Regions from separate parts of the Mus musculus genome. Here all the other regions are linked to region 5. Evidence: chromatin contacts called from public Hi-C, HiChIP or PLAC-seq and Micro-C data. All regions are on one chromosome and are shown on one strand. Each heading gives the region's core, a stretch centred on a gene start, on an enhancer-like site or on the middle of the called end of the contact. The rest is flanking DNA. Distances are from core to core; before and after follow the strand shown. Region 1 holds the start of Tnks (tankyrase, TRF1-interacting ankyrin-related ADP-ribose polymerase). Region 2 overlaps Gm38414 (predicted gene, 38414). Region 3 has its middle 63 kb from the start of Trmt9b. Region 4 holds the start of Trmt9b (tRNA methyltransferase 9B). Region 5 holds the start of Mfhas1 (malignant fibrous histiocytoma amplified sequence 1). Region 6 has its middle 6.0 kb from the start of Gm35520.

Region 1 (2,700 bases), core at 194-2,693, 620 kb before region 5:
GTTCAGCATTTAGCAATCAGTGCCTATGTGGAGAGTTTCCCCGCCAGAGACTTCTTCCTAGATCCTTGCTCAAACAACCTCTCATCTTTGTCTCTAAGAAAATGAGCTGAGAGACAAGGTAAATACACAATGGACCTCAAAGCTGCGCCCTCGCTCTCGCTCTCTCTCTCGCTCTCTGTCTCTCTCTGCCCCTTATCATAAGGCACACAATACCCTTATCACTACTGTCTCCGACTGGCCCGCTGTAGTCTCTCCAAACAGACAGTCGACTTCATAGAAAACGTGACGTTTCACAAACCCCATTGTCTTGCGTTGTGTATCTTAAGAATATGAGAGATTCTTAAAACACTTGTTGAGTTACCGTACACTTCTTTTGGCCCGGGACTGTCTGTCCTCCGGGGACAAAACCGTGCCGAAAACAAAAACAAAAACAAAACTGTCTCACGAACGACAAAGCTGTCCCTAAAGCGACTCAAATGCAACTTGTCCCAGGCAGGCACACTCTGAACTGAAAAAGTTTTAAGCATGCCCACATCCAGGGTTGACCGCTACACAGAGTTTGCATAAGTTGAAGTACCACGGTTGCAAACACTGAGGGGTGAATTCACACCTCGTCCCCGCTTCCAAGTCCCCACCACCCATGCACTAAAAACTTCAGCTCTCGGGGTGAAGTCCTGCTAACAACCTGTAACTTCTTTGTCCTGGGTCCAATCACCCACCCTCCGCTCCGAACCCCGTAAACCACAATTCTCAAGTCCCAGACAGACCTGCTGCGAAGTGCAGGGGAGAAGACTTTCGGCCGGCCATGTCCTTGGCATTCACGTTCGCGGCGTCCACCAACCTCTTCACCCGGGACACGTCCCCATTCCGACAGGCCTCGAGCAGCTCCCGCAGGGCCCCACTCACGGCTGGGACCCCCGGGCCGAGGCCCGCCGCCCCGGCTCCCAAAGTTGCCGTGGAGCCAACTCCGGCCGCCTCGGGACTCTCCGCTAAGCTCGAGCCAGGGGAGGACGGGGAGGAAGACGAAGACGAAGTCGGGGAAGAAGCGGACGACGCGGAGTTGTTCCCGCCGCCGCCGCCGCCGCCGGCTGGGGTGGGAGCGACCCCGACGGCGGCGGAAGCTGCCGGGACCGCGGCCGGAGCAGCCACGGTGCAGACGGCGCCGTCCACCGGGTCGGGAGATCGCGGCCTGTCGGGCGGGTCCCGGCTGCCATCCCCCTCCGGCAGCGCCAGGCCGTGCCGCGGGGAGGCGAAGGGCGCCAGGCCGCCGGCCGTAGGCGAGGCAGGGGTGGGTCCCGGGGCCAAGCCCGGGCTGAGCGGCGGGGGAGGTGGCGGTGGCGGAGCCGAAGCCCCTGGGGCGGGCTGGAGCTGTTGCTGATGATGGTGGTGATGATGCTGAGAGCGACGCGACGCCGCCATCTTCCCACTCCCCCGTACTGTCACTGCGGCAACGGCGCCACCGCCCGCCCTCACTTCCGGATTCTGGACCAATCGGGATCCAACATACCCGGAAATGATTCCTGCCGAAGTGGGTGGAGTCCGAGAGAAGAAGGGAAGTATTGGAAGCTCAGAGAACAACCAGCCTGGGGGCGTGGCTTAGTAGTGGAGCGACGGGCTTTTGTGACGCCCTGGCGGGCTGGCTGGGCAGATTTGAAAGTTGTGGTGAGCCACTACCTGTCTGAGAAACTTCTGCCTTCCTTCACTTTCTGCGGGATTGCTTCGGTCGGCTTCAGTCTTCCCTCGGGTACCCGTCAGTCTGCGGTGTCTCCCTTCAGAAGAAGCTATTAAAGTGTAACTTATGCAAACATCTACCAAACGTCCTCGTCCGAAAATGGAATTAATAGTACCCACCTCACAAAGTTGTTTGCAGGAATGAAGTGAGCTAATGCATACAAACGCTCTGAAGAATAATTATAATTAGCACATTGGGAATATTTTTAAATGCAGTGTTAGATATCTCTCCACCTTACTGTCTCTTTGTACTGTCTCTTACGTCTCATTCTGACACGGGACAGGAGGGAAGGATAAGGGAACTTTATTCTCTAAGAGCATTTGTACTTAATACCGGAGAAAGGAATCCATGCACATACACACTGTCAATAGCTCAGTGTTGGGGTCTGAGAGTCGGATTATTGAATTTATACCCTAATACTGATTAGATCATGGACATAGCTCAGAATTATCTGAACTACATTATCTTTTTCTGTCAGCTTATAAAGGAAAACACACACACACAAACGACAATGAGATCTTTCTCAGGTGCAGGAAGTTCTGCCAGGTGATCAGGTCTGATTTAAGCCATTTTTGACATAACAGTTCATAATGACCTTTAATTTGATGGGCCCTATGTAAAGCTTTGTGGAATTCCTTAAGATTAACAAACCTCAGGACATACAGAACATAACAGGGGATGTGACCAGCATGACCCTTCTCTGAGTCAAACTATTTTTCTATGTCAAAGGCTGGTAGGCATATTACAGCAACAATATGAAATAGCTGGCAAGCATGGAACAAAATGGCCGCAACTATGCTAGTGGGTCAGGAGGACACACCGCTTGGTTTGTCTCTTCAGAGTTAAATCTGACTAAGGATGCTCTGAGAGGCATGCAAGACTCACTGGCATTGGGAGTATGCAAACCTAACTAGACAGAGAATAAGAAGGGACAGGAATGAGCAATGGGGGAGCGGGGTGGGGGAGGG
Region 2 (2,700 bases), core at 86-2,585, 570 kb after region 5:
GACCTTCCCTCTGGTACCTTGAAGAAACAAAGTTCTCTCTTGGACCGACTCCTCCACCGGAGCCCCTGTTCTGCCACTGTACCTTCTTCCTGTTCTGAGACCCTGTATAGCCTTGTGGGCTGGGTGAGATAGCTCAGCCCTGCCAGCCCCTGTATCAGTCTCTGCTTCTATATTTCCTTACACCCTTGGCAGCAAGCCTGAATTCAAACTGCCTCGATGCCACAGTCAGCTTCCTGAGCATCTCTGCTCTGCCCTCCCCCCCCCCCCCAGGCTTCTCTGTGTTCGACTCCAAGTAGGATGGGAGACCACGTGGTTTCTTTGCCCGGCATGTACGATATGCACAATTTTGCTGCCCACCAAACAGGCTATCTGAACAAAGAGGGGGGGGGGGAGAGAGAGAGAGAGAGAGAGAGAGAGAGAGAGAGATATCCTTGTGCTGTCTAAGCTGTCTGCTTTGTGATCTACACCATGAGATTTTTTTCCGCTGGAAATCTTAGTGTTATTACTATGCTGAACTTGCTGGATGCTCCTGGCTATGCTCAGACTGTCCCAACTCTCCTAAATATAACCATCCTGGTGCCACTAAACCTGGGTGAGTTCAGAATGCAGAACTTTACGCTGAGAGACATGCTGGACCAGACAGAGACAAAACCTTTAAATATTGTCATTTTAAAGGAATATTGTCATTTTAAATGACCGTTCCCAGTTCAAGAAAACAAAACCCATGTATGAGTTTCCCCAGATTTGGATTTGCATTAAAAGACACACTTTTATTTCTCGGCAGTGACTTGTGCTTTCTTTCAGAGCCCCTCACTGTTCGTTTTTACAAAAGGAATTTGGTTTTCTCTGGCTTCCTGGGACTCCCCGTGCCCTTAAACTGCAGTCGGCAGCGGAGTTCAGACTAACTGCTTTCGTTCCCATTTCTGGTCTTCAGGCCTGTCTGTCACAACGAGCTAAACCCAAACAAACCATTCCAGGGGCCCCCATAAAGCCACGTGAGAGCTATGACAGGAAGAGAGTGGTTTCAGAAACTACTTTGAAGGGACCAGAGTAATCTCTTTAGCCCAGAGCCCTGAAGATCCTGTTGCCAGAAGTACGGATATGATAGCTCAATTCCCCCGCACTCAAGCTTCTTCCTCCTCCTCCTCTTGCTTCCAAATAAATAGCTCTCTGGGGCAGTGATGTCTACATCAAAAGCCACTTGTCACTCAGTGGCCTTCCCAGATGGGAAAGTGTTTGTTTTGGCTGAGAATGACAATTTTCTCTGCATCCGGAGGTGGACTCTCTCGCAGGCCTAAGCAGGGTAAGGTTGCAGCTGCCAGTTCTTCCCAGCTGCCATCCCCCAGAAAGGTCAGAGGAAGTAAAGACAATGAAGGCCGGCTTCCCCAGAGCATGCGTGCATAGGCACAAACGCACGAACCTAGAACTGGAGACTCCCAAAACGGAGCAGAACCTGCTGGCTGAGAAGGCCTTTAATCTCATCTCTGGAGTCTAGTTAGCAACATCAGTGCTTGGCAAACTCTGAGATCTTGATAGAGGGTGAGTACACACATGGAGATCAGAGGACAATTTGTGGAGAGCCCTTGCTTGCCCATTTTGTTGCGGCAAGGTCTTGTTTCTGACACAGAGCAGGGTAGTACCCGACTAGCTGGTAGTTCACACGCTTCTAGATGATTCTCTTGTCTGCACCTCCCTTCTTGTTATAGGAGGAATGGGATAATGGATACCTGCCTCTACAATCAAGCTTTTAGGTCAGTTCTAGGAATTGAACTACAAACAACAGTAACAACAGACACCACTCGTGAGGTAAAATATCCAAATCTTAACTGTTTAACCACTTCGTGCATCCAGAAGACTCCTAAGGAAATGTATTTTCATTCATGTTTGTAGAACATGCCAACCCTGGAGGTCGTCATGTCTTGCCTGGAGATCGTCTTGCCAGTCACGCATCACAATGAGATGACTGTCTGATGTTCTCTGAGGCCTTAGCAGTTGTGGCTATTTTGGTTGATAAAGACTGTGGCTTTGTTTAGTTATTAAGAGCTGTAATAATCTTGGCAAGTTTTCTGAAATCCCTTTTGACACCCCTCAGACACTTTCAGTGGGGTACCACATGACCTCAGTATTCTTAGTGCAAAATACATTTGCCCATCCCACAGTTTATGGGTATCTGGATTTGGCAAAATGATTATGATTTCTATGCATTTATGTGACATATTTTCTTTTATTATTATCTTTAATTGAAAATTCCTACCATGTAATCTGATTATGGTTTTCCCTCCCCCATCTCCCGAACCATCTGACTCTCCCCCATCTCTCTCTCCCTCCCTTTGTTTTTCTCTAGAAAACAAACCAGAATAAGGACAGACAGACAGAAATATGGAAGGAAAGAAAAACATTGACAGAACACAAGAAACACACACATACAAACAAAATCCACAAAAACACGGAATCAGAAGATATAATATGCAAGAAAAAGACAACTAAGATAAAAGGTGCCCTAACAAAGCAATATGGAACGAACAAACAAACAAACAACAAATAAAAAATCAAGTTTTGTGTTTGTGTGTTCGCCATCTACTCCTGAGCATGGGGTGGGGGTGCCCTTAAATGTGCCTTATATATCTAGTGAGACTCCATTGAAGAAAATGAATTGTTATCGATCACTTCTGGGTTAGATCCATTTCCCTTCTCACTATT
Region 3 (2,700 bases), core at 120-2,619, 930 kb after region 5:
ATACATAGTTGATTCTTTATGTGTTTGTGTACTCTTTAATAATAGACAGAACTGGGCTATTCTCCCTCCCTCCCCCCAATGTGTCAGGGCAGGTGCTGTTTAGTTTGGCCACACAATGCTTGTTACACTTCATCAAAACTGAATTAGTTTGTACTTGAATTCTGTTCCGGTTGTCCAGAAGCTGGGGTTAACCATCTAATGATACAGTATCTTTTATGGGTTGATAGAAAGAATATTATCTACTTTTTAAAAGACATATTTTAAGACTAATAAAGACGTAAGTAGACCACCCAAAGCGACACTGTGGCGAGGAGTATTTATATTGTTCGACCTTTGACCTGCTCCATCTGCAGGTTGACAGGTGGTTCTCTTTGGAGAAAGATGAAAGGGATCTGCACCTGGCACCACGGTGGCTCCCACAGAGCTGCAGGGAGATGCATCCAGTAGCAGATGGTACCTTAGCATCCCGCTGCTTGGCAGCCCCTCGCCTGTGCTCTCAGGAAGGGCGGCTATCATCGGAGTGTTGCTTGGCCCTCCATGTCAGCTGGAGAGACAAAAAGAAAAGTGAAATAGGAACTCAGGACTGGAGACTTCAGGCGCTCTGTAATCCAGCAGAAGTCTTCCTGGTCAAAACATACCAGTCGCTCTGGTCTTTAGAAGCCATCAAGTCTTTCTTTTTGTGTTCCGTTTTTGAAGTATTAATTACTAATTGAGCTTCAAGACTGCCTATTTGCTGGCGTATGGCAGGTTTCTCGGTTTTCTTGAGAGTTCAAATGGAAACTTTTAGCTTCAACTTTCCAGCGTGGTTCTCCACTCTCCACTCTTGAGAAATCAGGCTTATACTCCATTGAGATGCTAGTCCTCAAAGGGTTCATCAGCAGAGAGGAAGGCTTGAACAGCCTTCCTAGCAGGGATCCTGTTGGGGCATGAGCAGGCCCCTACATGCTATCCCAGGAGAAGAAGGAGCCTGATCTGGGGTGGCCCCTCCTGTCACGGTGGCTCTGGTCAGGGACAGCTGGTTGAGAAGCTGCACAGAGCAGTCTTAAAGCAAGGCTCACTTAGCATGAGAGTAGAACCACTGCCTGTAAATGGCACGCCGGGCCACCTGGGCTCAGGGCCACATGTGAGACAGCTGCCTCCAACCCGATGCACACAAGGGGCGCGCTGCCTAAGGCCAGAACCCCCAGATGCAGATGAGTTTCTCACCATAAGCAATGTAGTCACATGTCAGAGCTCCACGGCAAGTCCAAGTGGCAGTGAAAGCCGACACTAAAACTGGGAATCCAAGCAACTTGCCCTCCACAAGAGCAGCGCAGCGTGCTGGCAGAGGTGGTGGAGAATGGTCCTTCCCCTCACCCCCCCCCCACCCCCGCCCCGTACATCTGCAACCTCAGAGGGAGGAGCTTGAGGGAGAGCCCTGGTGCTGTGTCACAGCCATCACAGGGCTCAAACGTAGCTGCATCAAGGAAGAGACATAAAGCAGGGCTGGTGAGATGGCTCAGTGGGTAAGAGCACCTGACTGCTCTTCCAAAGGTCCAGAGTTCAAATCCCAGCAACCACATGGTGGCTCACAACCATCGGTATCGAGATCTGACTCCCTCTTCTGGAGTGTCTGAAGTCAGCTACAGTGTACTTACATATAATGAATAAATAAGTCTTAAAAGAGAGAGAGAGAGAGACATAAAGCAGAGTGGACAGAATTCAGTTCCTTATTGATGAACGGGCTGACTTAAAAACTTCATTTCTGGCCTCCTCCTGACCCCGAAGTTGTATGGCTACGAGATTTTTTCATCCCACAATCCCTTGCGCCCTTCCTTTCCAGATTGGGCCGGCCAGAATGGCTCCCACAAAGAAGGGTGTCAAGAAGAAGGGCCATTCTGTCATTGGTGAGGGAAGGTCCTGAGTTCAAATACCAGCAGCCACCATCCACAACCACCCATAATGAGATCTGACCCCCTCTTCTCCGGTGTCTGAAGACAGCTACAGTGTAGTCACATATAATAAATAAATACTTTTTAAAAGAATGAAGTGAGCTCCTCGAGCACTAAATTCAAAATTTTACCCTGAAGGAAATGGGGACTACAGATGTGCGCATTGACACCAGGCTCAATAAAGCCATCTGGGCCAAGGGAATAAGAAATGTCCTGTATCACATCTGAATAACTTTGTCCAGAAAACATAATCACCAAGAGAAGCTCAATTTATGTGCCTGTTACCATATTCAAAAATCTCCAGACGGTCAATGTGGATGAGAACTAACCGGATGGATGGATGTGGAATAAGTTGCAGAACTGCCCAAATAAAAAATAAAAATAAAAACTCCCCTTCTTTACATGTTTGTTGAACAACTTATGAACATTCTATATAGGCAAGGGGCTTTTTAGAAACCTTTGAGGACTTAACGAGAGTCAAATTTAGTTCTCAGTCTTGACCAATTAAAAGCCAGCAAGATATGGGGCTGGAGAGTTGGTACAAAGGTTAAGAGCACCAATTACTCTTCCAGAGAACCTTAGTTTGATTATCAGCATCCACATGGTGGCTCATAATCGTGTGTAACTCTGGTTCTAGAGTATCCCACACCCTCTTCAGGTACCTGGCACCTATGGGGTGCACATATGTGCATGTAGACAAAACACTCATATCGTAAGGTTAACAATTTAAATTTGAAAAAGAAGAAGAAGAAGAAAAGAAGGAGAAGGA
Region 4 (2,700 bases), core at 186-2,685, 870 kb after region 5:
ACTACGAATGTCATGTGTATCATTACTGACATCTTCATACTATTTCCTTTTTCATTTCTTTAACATTTTATTTATTACTCCATGTGTGTGTGTGTGTCTGTGTGTGTTTATGTGGTTGGCTTTATCACCTGCCACTCCTGCGTCCCATCCTTTTTCCTTGGGTCCTGGCGCTCCTCTGTCACCTCTCCCCTACTTCCTAGCCTGTGCAACAACCCTAAGGGTTCTGTCCCGTCTCCTTTGGCCACTGGCCGCTAACATCTTTATTGATCGATCAGAAACCACATGTGTGCCTCAGCACCTGCAGAGGTTTCTACAGAGGACTAGGAGATGGTTATTTTGTTATTTGTGACATTGCAATAGAAATCCAAACAGAAGTTCTCCCTGGGCCACCCCAGTAGCCTGAGTACTAGAACACTATCCCTGAATTAAACTAATCTCCAGCAGTCCTCCTTGTGGCGTTTTAAATGCACATTGTCTTTGTGAGACCTTAAGATGAGTCCTTACCAACACTTATAACAGGACAGAAACTCAACAACATCAGGGTCTTATCCAAAAGCCAGCAAAGCATTACTGAATGTATTGGGCTCCGACTCCGGGGAACATGTATTTAAAAAAAAAAAAAAAAAGTACAAAGAACCCTGCCTGTAACTGTGTTGTTTACGAATAGGGGTTGAAGGTTACCAGCTAAGACACTGAAAGCAATTAACACTATTATTGCAAAAACAATGATCTATATCCATTTTGGGTGATCGCTTCTATATCCCACCCTGCACTGTTGTGATATACGCGGCTTTTGACCCGCTCGTTTTAGCAAAACATTCAAAAGATTGAGCAAGCGTGCCTGTGCGGTGACAGGCTGGACTTGATTCCTCCAATCCTGAGTCAGCCCACGTGCCCAGATACCCGGTAGGGATTTTTCCTTTACAGTAGGTTGCGGTCAGGATCAAAGGGGAAGAGTTGGGCTCAGGGTCACGTGGTGTCACCACAGGTACTGAGCTGCGCTTAAGGCCCGCCAGGTGTACCCGCCCAGTGGCGTCTCTCCCACTTAGGACCCTTCACCCCACCAGACACTGGAGGTGGGAGACAGGAAGGTCATCCTGAGCCCAGCCTCTGGCGCGTCCGGGCGCGGCGATCGCAGGGGACAGACAGAGCAGCCACACGGCTTGGGCTACGCCGCGCGCCCGCGCCGCGCCGAGCCGACTCGGAGGCGCCGCGGGCTTGCGGTTGTAGCCTGGGGAGAGGTGAGGGCGGGCCCAGGCGGTGGGGACTCCGCTGGGTGGGGGTCGTGGGAAGTCGCAGCTGTCACTCTGGCGCCCAAGCGGTGCAGCTCGGCAGGAGGTCCCCACCGGAGCCTGAATGCGCGCGGCCTCGCGGCTGCATTCCAACTTCTCTACGGAGCCGCGCTCTAGCCCGGGCGCGCGCTTCCGTCCCGCGCGTACTCCCAAAAACCCTTCCCCGCCCCCTGTCCCTCTCTCTAGTCCTCTCCCTTTCATTCTCACGCTCCTAGGCCGACCCGTGGAAGTTGCATCCTGGATAGCCCGGGCTGCGCTACTGAAGAGCTCCGAGCTAGAGCTCGGCCGAGCCTCCCGCCCGGATCCCGGGCAAAGACCGCCCAAAACCTGGTGCTGACCTTCGTCTGCACCGCTCTATGGTGACCCGAATCTCCGCTGCCCGAGTTGCAGCGGCTGTGCACCCCAAGGACTGCCAGAGCGCCCGGGAATCTGCAAGCCTGGGTGAGTTCCTGGTCTTTCTCGGCCATCCTTGTTAATGGTGGGAGAACCTGTTTACCCTGCAAACTTGAGATGTGACCAAAGCAGAGCAGCATGCCTTGCAGGACGTTTTTCAGATGGCAGGGAGGATAAATAGGCTCTCGGAGTCCAAGGCGACAAGCTCAGAAGTATAAAGGTGAAGTTGTATTTTTGTTTCTGGTCGCACGTGTATCTTTCCCTTTAAAAGCCGTGACTTGGGAAATGGTTTTCTACCCAGCAGGAGGCGGGAACTAAGATAACTCAGCAGCCTGAAAGTTTCCAAAGCTGAGAATGAAAATACAGTTTATTGGAAGGAAAGTCAAAACAGGATGGTGGGATCTATACAATGATACGTGCCTCCTGTGTGCGCCTGTTAGAATTAACTTGAGCTCTTTGTCAGAAATAACATATAAAAAGAGACAAAGATGCAAACAACTCCGAGCCCGGCCTTTCTTTATGTATTAGTTGGTGTGCATGAAATCTTTAAAATGCACCTAGGAAATTTCATGCAGGAAAAGACTATATCCGTCTAGCTTGGAAATTAAGGTTATTCCTAATACACCAGTAAAGGGCATTTAACACTCCCCCTCCCCAGCCCCCAGATAAAAGCACTGTTATTCCTATAGCCCGTTAAGGTATCTATTCTTTCTGCTTCCTGGGGGGGGGTGATTAATTTGTATTGAAATTTAGTGAAGGGAAAGTTGTTGGATTTTTCAGAGATCAAGAAGCCTGCTACAGCCGTGTAAACAGCTCTGGTGATGTGATCCATCAGTGACCTAGGGACACTTGGGGTGGGTCTCTGGAGATAAAGATCTCTGGGGAGGAATGTCCAGGAGCCACTGGCTGGCTGTGTGTGGTGCATTTAAAAGGAGACTGTGACAAGTTGCAAAGCATCCAATCACTAAGGAAACCATTGCAAAGAACTGCTGCTTTGTTGATGGCCACGTCTGAA
Region 5 (2,700 bases), core at 130-2,629:
CTCAGGTGCTGCAGTGACAGGCCTGCAGGAACATGCGTAGCTTCAGGGGCTCTTGTACAGGCTTTTCCCAAGCTTGCTCAGTATGAACTTTGCTCCCAGAAGTCACCTTGCCTCTTGCCTCACATGCTGGAAACCCTGGGTTCAAACTCTAGAACTGAGGAAAAAAATCACTCTAGCCATAGGGATCTTTCAGGACTTTGCAAGTAGAGGATTGTTCCTTGCAGGCAAACTCACCTCCTTTATAGCCGGGGTGATAAGGGGCATGCCTAAAAGCTGACAGGTCCCAGGCACTACTCAGCTCTCTTAAGCAGATAAACAAAATGATCGATTATCTAATGACAAATGGAGAAGAGTTTTCTGAAGACAGTTACAATGGAAGGATAGCTTGTTTGCTTGCAAATTGAGTCTAATTTGTGTTGCCCTTATTATCGTGGTATGGAGCCAACTGCTGGAGCTTTGGCAAGCTATCAGTGACCACACCCTCGATGAAAGTGACTGTCCTTTTCAACCAGTTGTTGCCTGTCGGTGTTCCTCAGATAAAGTGATTAAGCAACTGGAAAGGAGTGGTAGAGGTGATCTCTGCGGTCTTGACAGGTTTCACGGCTTTGATAAATTCGGAGATTACTTGAGTATAGATATGATCTCAAACCAACTTCCTCTCAATGGAAACAAGCCCACACTGAACCCTGCAATAGCGAAAATGTGTCTGATAATACGGTCATTTCTTTGAATCCACAGAATACGGGGAATGTCGGATTCAAGATGTAGCATGTTGCATTCGGCTGTGGCGCTAAATGGGATAGTACAGACTTAAGACATCTTGCATGGCCTCCAACCCCCAGCCACCCACAACAGGCCTGAGATGTGCTGGCTCAAACCAGGGGAGCTGAAAACTAGGCTTCGGTTGACCTAGTACAAATAGTCCCCAATAACTAACTTATCAAATGGATTAAAAGGTTCTTTGCTTTTCCCCCATCTGCCTTTTATAACTACCCTCTTGTTCTAAGCTCCTTGGACACCCAGGTCCTTAAATTCTGCCGGCTCTATAGAGGTGTGGATGTATGGCGCATGGGAAGGATGAGCAAGAAAGCCAGCTAAATCCTATGCTTAGGGATGAATAAGAAATCCTTAGAGGCCAGGACCAACAAAGAACCTGATGCAGGAGAAACCAACCCGGAGACCCCGGAGTCCCACATCAGCTTTGAGGACCGCATCTGGTGCGCCTGGCGCAGGGCGAAGTCCACGTCGCCGGCCCCACTGTAGCTGGACCCCCCAAACCCCAAAGCCTGCGCTTACTTGCAACTCCCGCCCCAGGGGCGGTGCCGGGAACAAGCGGCGCCTCCGCCGGTCACGTGGGGGCCGCTCCACCGGGCGGCGCTGTAGCTTCCCGATCGCGCTCTCCAAGCGCCGGGGACGCGGCGCTCGCGCTCCCGCCCGAGCCGCGGGGAAACGGAGACAAGGAGACGCCTTCACCTCCGGCTCCCCGGCCCTGCGCCCGCAGCATGCCCGCCGCGGAGCCGAGCGCCGCCCTCCTCCTGCAGCTCGCGGAGGTGACGCCGCCGGCCTCCGGACCGCCGCTGCGAGGGTAGCGGGGCTGGAGTCGGCTACCGAGGCTCGGCGAGGCGGGCGGAGCTGGAGGAGGAGCAGGCATCCTCCGCGGCGCGGCGGGCGGCGGCCCTGCTGCCCGGCGCGCCCATGGCCCAGGAGCACGGAGAATGCGAGCCGCGCTGCGCGGCCGCAGCCCAGCTCCGAGCCGCTTGCCCGGAGCCCCTCAAACCTGCCTGCGTCGCTGCCGCCCGCCACCGGCTGCGCTAGGACCCACGGCCGCCGGCCGCGCAGGGGTGGTGGCCCGGGAGCAGCGGGAGCTAGAGGGCCCGGGGGCTGGGCGCCCGCCGGAGTCCAGCGCGGCATGCAGCTGCGGGCTCCGGTACCGGCGTGAGGGTTGTCGGCGCGGGGCCCCGCCATGGCTGGCCAGGACAGTGGCAACCTGAAGACGGTGAGGCTGTGGCGGGACGCCGCCCTGAGAGCCAGGAAGCTGCGGAGCAACCTGCGCCAGCTCACGCTCAGCTGCCCAGGGGCCGGAGGCGACCCACTGGAGTCCCCCGACGCCCCCCAGCTGGTGCTGCCGGCCAACATCGGGGACATTGAGGTGCTGAACCTGGGGAACAACGGCCTCGAGGATGTGCCTGAAGGTCTGGGGTCAGCTCTGGGCAGCCTTCGCGTCTTGGTCTTGCGCAGGAACCGTTTTGCCCGGCTGCCCCCTGCGGTGGCGGAGCTAGGCCACCACCTTACCGAACTGGACGTCAGCCACAACCGGTTGACCATCCTGGGAGCCGAGGTGGTGAGCGCCCTGAGGGAGCTGCGCAAACTCAACCTGAGCCACAACCAGTTGCCAGCCCTGCCTGCCCAGCTGGGTGCCCTCGCCCACCTGGAGGAGCTGGATGTCAGCTTCAACCGGCTGGCGCATCTGCCAGATTCCTTCTCCTGCCTCAACCACCTTCGGACCCTTGACGTGGACCACAACCAGCTCACCGCCTTTCCCCAGCAGCTGCTGCAGCTGGCTGCCCTGGAGGAGCTCGACGTCTCCAGCAACCGGCTGCGAGGCCTACCTGAGGATATCAGTGCCCTGCGTGCCCTCAAGATCCTCTGGCTTAGCGGGGCCGAGCTTGGCACGCTGCCCAGAGGCTTCTGCGAGCTGGC
Region 6 (2,700 bases), core at 87-2,586, 590 kb after region 5:
CCCTGTCTCTACCTCCCAAGTGCTGGGATTAAAGGCATGTTCCACCACTGCCCAGTGACATCAGCCAAACTTATATTAAGAACACCAACGTCAATAGTAATTTTAATGGATTTTTAACGGGGCTTTCAAAGTGCTTAAACATGTGTCAATGAAGTATACCTGGATGGAAGATTCTTTCCAAGACAAGGTGCATATTAAATATCCTTACCTTGAGAGAAACTTCAGTGACTACCACAAACAGTCATCAGCGGACCCCATACCCATGTCCTGTGAGACCTAGAGCATCTTGTTAGGATTACTTGACTGCTTTGGTCTTCCTTCTCATTCTTTCTCTTTCTGTAGCCTGGACACGGTTAGCCTATTTTTACTAGGAAACAGCTTCTGGATGCAACAAAGATCTGACGGAAGCAAAATGGATCTTAGAAGACTCTTGTAGAACAAGTAGGAGATGGGCAGAAAACTGAGGCAACTTGCCTATAGAAAAGCCACAAAAGGCTGTCTTAGTTAGGCTTTCTATGGGTATGAAGAGACACCATGACAGTGGCAGCTTTTATAAAGGAAAACATTTCATTGGGGGCTCTGGGATGGTTTGTATATGCTTGACCTGGGGAGAGGCACTTAGAGGGTGTGGCCCTGTTGAAGTAGGTATGGCCTTGTTGGAGTAGGTATGCCACTGTGGGTGTGGGCTTTAACACCCTCATCCTAGCTGCCTGGAAGTCAGTATTCTGCTAGTAGCCTTCAGATGAAGATCTCCTCCACCATGCCTGACTGGATGCTGCCATGTTCCTGCCTCGATGATGATGGACTGAACCTCTGAACCTGTAAGCCAGCCCCAGTTGAATGTTGTTCTGTATAAGAGTTGCCTTGGTCATGCTGTCTGTTCACAGCAGTAAAACCCTAACTAAGACACTGGGTCTGACTTGAGCAAATGAAACCTCAAAGCCCATCCGAAGTGATACACTTCCTCCCATAAGGCCAGACTTCCTAACAGTGGTGCTTCCTGTGAGCCTCGGGGTGCCATTTTCATTCAAAACACCCCAGAGGTGTATAAAGACTTTCTTGGGCAGACCAACATGTTCTCTGTGCATACAGATAGCCAACCAGATCTAACATAGGCGAGACCCAAACTTTTTCATATGCCTAGAACCTGAGCATGGTGAGAATCCCACCTGAGAACCTGTCACAGCGCTGTTCCTCCTCGGTGACAAGCTTAGTTTGAACGAAGAAAGATCTTGCCTGGAAGAAAAGGCAAGGCGTGGCTCTCTCTGTGCTACTCATGGTTGTGGTGGGACTAGGGGAAAGTAGAAGAGATTCTGCGAAATGTTCTAACCACAAGGGTATCAAAAATAGAATGTTTGCTGTATGTGTGACTTGAAAACCACAGGTTGAAATTTGACGCTCTTAGCTGATAGGTTCCTTTGGGTGGTCTCGTTCCCAGGTTACTTGGAGATTGATCAGCCTCTAAATCCAACTTCCCTCCCAGGTAAGAAGGAAGACATAGGCCACTGAGCGGAAGATCCAGCAGAACCATGGCGGTAGCGTGTTGTACAGAGAGGTGGTAGATATTGGAGTTATGCCTAATCCATTTAAAGGGAAAGTACAGTGGTTTGGGAGGATGGCAGCGAAGGGGAGGCTATGAGTGCTGGCTGGATTGATTTAAGGAAGAGCCAAGTGAGAGCCCAGTGTGGTGTTGCATGCCTTTACAGTGAAAGGCAGGCTGACCTCTGTGGGCTTGATCTACACCGGGAGTTCGAGGTCAGCCAGGTCTACAGAGAAAGACAGAGAGAGGGAGAGAGAGAGAGAGAGGGGGAGAGAGAGAGAGAGAGAGGGAGAGAGAGAGAGAGAGACACAGACTCAGTGACTGGATATGTATTCTGTGAAGACAGAGTTGTTGGGAGTATACTGATGGTAACACAGAGAACCATGGAGACATCCCTGTCCCTGAGAAATATGGGGAACAGAGAAAAATCAGTCTAACAGTCTCGATATACTTGAAGGAATCCTGGCACATTGGAGTAGGAGAGGAACCTCTGAGTCCAGGGCTCTGCACATCTTGATTGATGGACAAAGCCTGCCCTTCCCATGATGCTTCCCTAGCTTAGCCCCACCTCCATACAAGAGTGAGGTCCTGCAGCCTCAGGGACACCTCTGGAGAACTTGGTTCTAGTTAAAGACAGCTAACTATCTTATATTGAGCGTGGAATGCCACTTCAGTCCTGGTCAGATAATTTCTTCTGTTAAACGAGAACATTTAGACCTGTACATGTTAGGTGATATTTAGAGCTTCTTCATCTTCAAATATCTGGAAGCTAAATTGCAAATTAAAAATACAGCCTTGGTCACTTAAATGATTTTGTACCAGAGTTTGAAGCTAGGGCATTACACATGCCAAGTAAATATTCTACCACCGATCTATACCTCCAAACCCATGTTAATCTTTTATTTTGAGGCAGTCTTGTTTGATATGAGTTCACTCTGTAGCCCAGGCAGGCCTTGACCTTGTGATCCTTCCTGCCTCTTGATCTCAAGATGTGTGATGACAGTTCTGTGGCACCAGGTCCAGGTAGAACGTTTTGAAAAGAAAATAGCTTTTGAGTTGTAACATTGTTAGGAAAAATGTTTAAAGTGGGGGGGGGGAGAGGAGGAAAGGGGAAGAGGGAGGGGGAAATGAGGAAGAGGGGGAGAGGGAGGGAGGGAGGG

Evidence for each region. A called contact is a pair of places that touch in the nucleus more often than the background predicts. HiChIP or PLAC-seq counts read pairs in DNA pulled down with a chosen protein or histone mark.
Region 1: a contact with region 5 is called in a Hi-C map of CD8 T cells, with 2.1 times the contacts expected there. The contact joins the promoter of Tnks here to the promoter of Mfhas1 in region 5. A contact is called at or near these places in 1 of 39 promoter capture datasets (the 3T3-L1 cell line), 3 of 484 Hi-C or Micro-C datasets (CD4 T cells, CD8 T cells and double positive thymocytes), 2 of 115 datasets of contacts at active chromatin or transcription factors (astrocytes and large pre-B cells) and 1 of 9 other capture datasets (adipose tissue).
Region 2: a contact with region 5 is called in an H3K4me3 HiChIP or PLAC-seq map of bone marrow-derived macrophages, with 8 times the contacts expected there. The contact joins the enhancer-like site here to the promoter of Mfhas1 in region 5. A contact is called at or near these places in 4 of 39 promoter capture datasets (the 3T3-L1 cell line, embryonic stem cells, hippocampal neurons and 1 more), 2 of 484 Hi-C or Micro-C datasets (the HL-1 cell line and embryonic stem cells), 4 of 115 datasets of contacts at active chromatin or transcription factors (astrocytes, bone marrow-derived macrophages, craniofacial prominence and 1 more) and 2 of 9 other capture datasets (embryonic stem cells and liver).
Region 3: a Hi-C map of cerebellum shows a contact between it and region 5, with 2.0 times the contacts expected there. The contact joins the enhancer-like site here to the promoter of Mfhas1 in region 5. A contact is called at or near these places in 1 of 39 promoter capture datasets (cranial neural crest), 1 of 484 Hi-C or Micro-C datasets (cerebellum), 3 of 115 datasets of contacts at active chromatin or transcription factors (astrocytes, embryonic stem cells and forebrain) and 1 of 9 other capture datasets (embryonic stem cells).
Region 4: a Micro-C map of embryonic stem cells shows a contact between it and region 5, with 5 times the contacts expected there. The contact joins the promoter of Trmt9b here to the promoter of Mfhas1 in region 5. A contact is called at or near these places in 2 of 39 promoter capture datasets (liver and stem cell-derived epiblast-like cells), 1 of 484 Hi-C or Micro-C datasets (embryonic stem cells) and 1 of 115 datasets of contacts at active chromatin or transcription factors (astrocytes).
Region 6: a contact with region 5 is called in an H3K27ac HiChIP or PLAC-seq map of T-cell acute lymphoblastic leukemia, with 4 times the contacts expected there. The contact joins the enhancer-like site here to the promoter of Mfhas1 in region 5. A contact is called at or near these places in 5 of 39 promoter capture datasets (the 3T3-L1 cell line, embryonic stem cells, hippocampal neurons and 2 more), 10 of 484 Hi-C or Micro-C datasets (CD4 T cells, the MNK3 cell line, cerebellar granule neurons and 6 more), 9 of 115 datasets of contacts at active chromatin or transcription factors (T-cell acute lymphoblastic leukemia, astrocytes, bone marrow-derived macrophages and 6 more) and 3 of 9 other capture datasets (adipose tissue, embryonic stem cells and liver).

What each region holds. Positions count from the first base shown.
Region 1 is chr8:34,964,247-34,966,946 of GRCm38.p6, forward strand. It overlaps Tnks (tankyrase, TRF1-interacting ankyrin-related ADP-ribose polymerase), which reads right to left and starts at 1,444. Exons shown (of 27, transcript NM_175091.3): 1 at 768-1,444. The coding sequence starts at 1,419.
Region 2 is chr8:36,158,041-36,160,740 of GRCm38.p6, forward strand. Gm38414 (predicted gene, 38414) reads left to right here. Exons shown (of 4, transcript NR_151736.1): 3 at 1,707-1,806; 4 at 1,891-2,700. Among named protein-coding and RNA genes, the nearest start is that of Gm38414, 3.4 kb to the left of the region's middle. Within about 2 kb of position 1,336, at least 91 of the 459 cell types and tissues checked have an H3K27ac peak or open chromatin away from gene starts, as enhancers often do. A contact at or near this core is called in astrocytes, bone marrow-derived macrophages and liver, where this site is marked.
Region 3 is chr8:36,519,457-36,522,156 of GRCm38.p6, forward strand. No RefSeq gene overlaps it. Among named protein-coding and RNA genes, the nearest start is that of Trmt9b, 63 kb to the left of the region's middle. Within about 2 kb of position 1,370, at least 7 of the 459 cell types and tissues checked have an H3K27ac peak or open chromatin away from gene starts, as enhancers often do. A contact at or near this core is called in cerebellum, where this site is marked.
Region 4 is chr8:36,456,651-36,459,350 of GRCm38.p6, forward strand. Trmt9b (tRNA methyltransferase 9B) reads left to right here and starts at 1,436. Exons shown (of 5, transcript NM_176952.5): 1 at 1,436-1,733.
Region 5 is chr8:35,586,410-35,589,109 of GRCm38.p6, forward strand. Mfhas1 (malignant fibrous histiocytoma amplified sequence 1) reads left to right here and starts at 1,380. Exons shown (of 3, transcript NM_001081279.2): 1 at 1,380-2,700. The coding sequence starts at 1,964. It overlaps Gm16793 (predicted gene, 16793), which reads right to left and starts at 2,611. Exons shown (of 3, transcript NR_040376.1): 1 at 2,429-2,611.
Region 6 is chr8:36,181,080-36,183,779 of GRCm38.p6, forward strand. No RefSeq gene overlaps it. Among named protein-coding and RNA genes, the nearest start is that of Gm35520, 6.0 kb to the right of the region's middle. Within about 2 kb of position 1,337, at least 59 of the 459 cell types and tissues checked have an H3K27ac peak or open chromatin away from gene starts, as enhancers often do. A contact at or near this core is called in the MNK3 cell line, T-cell acute lymphoblastic leukemia, memory CD8 T cells and 2 more, where this site is marked.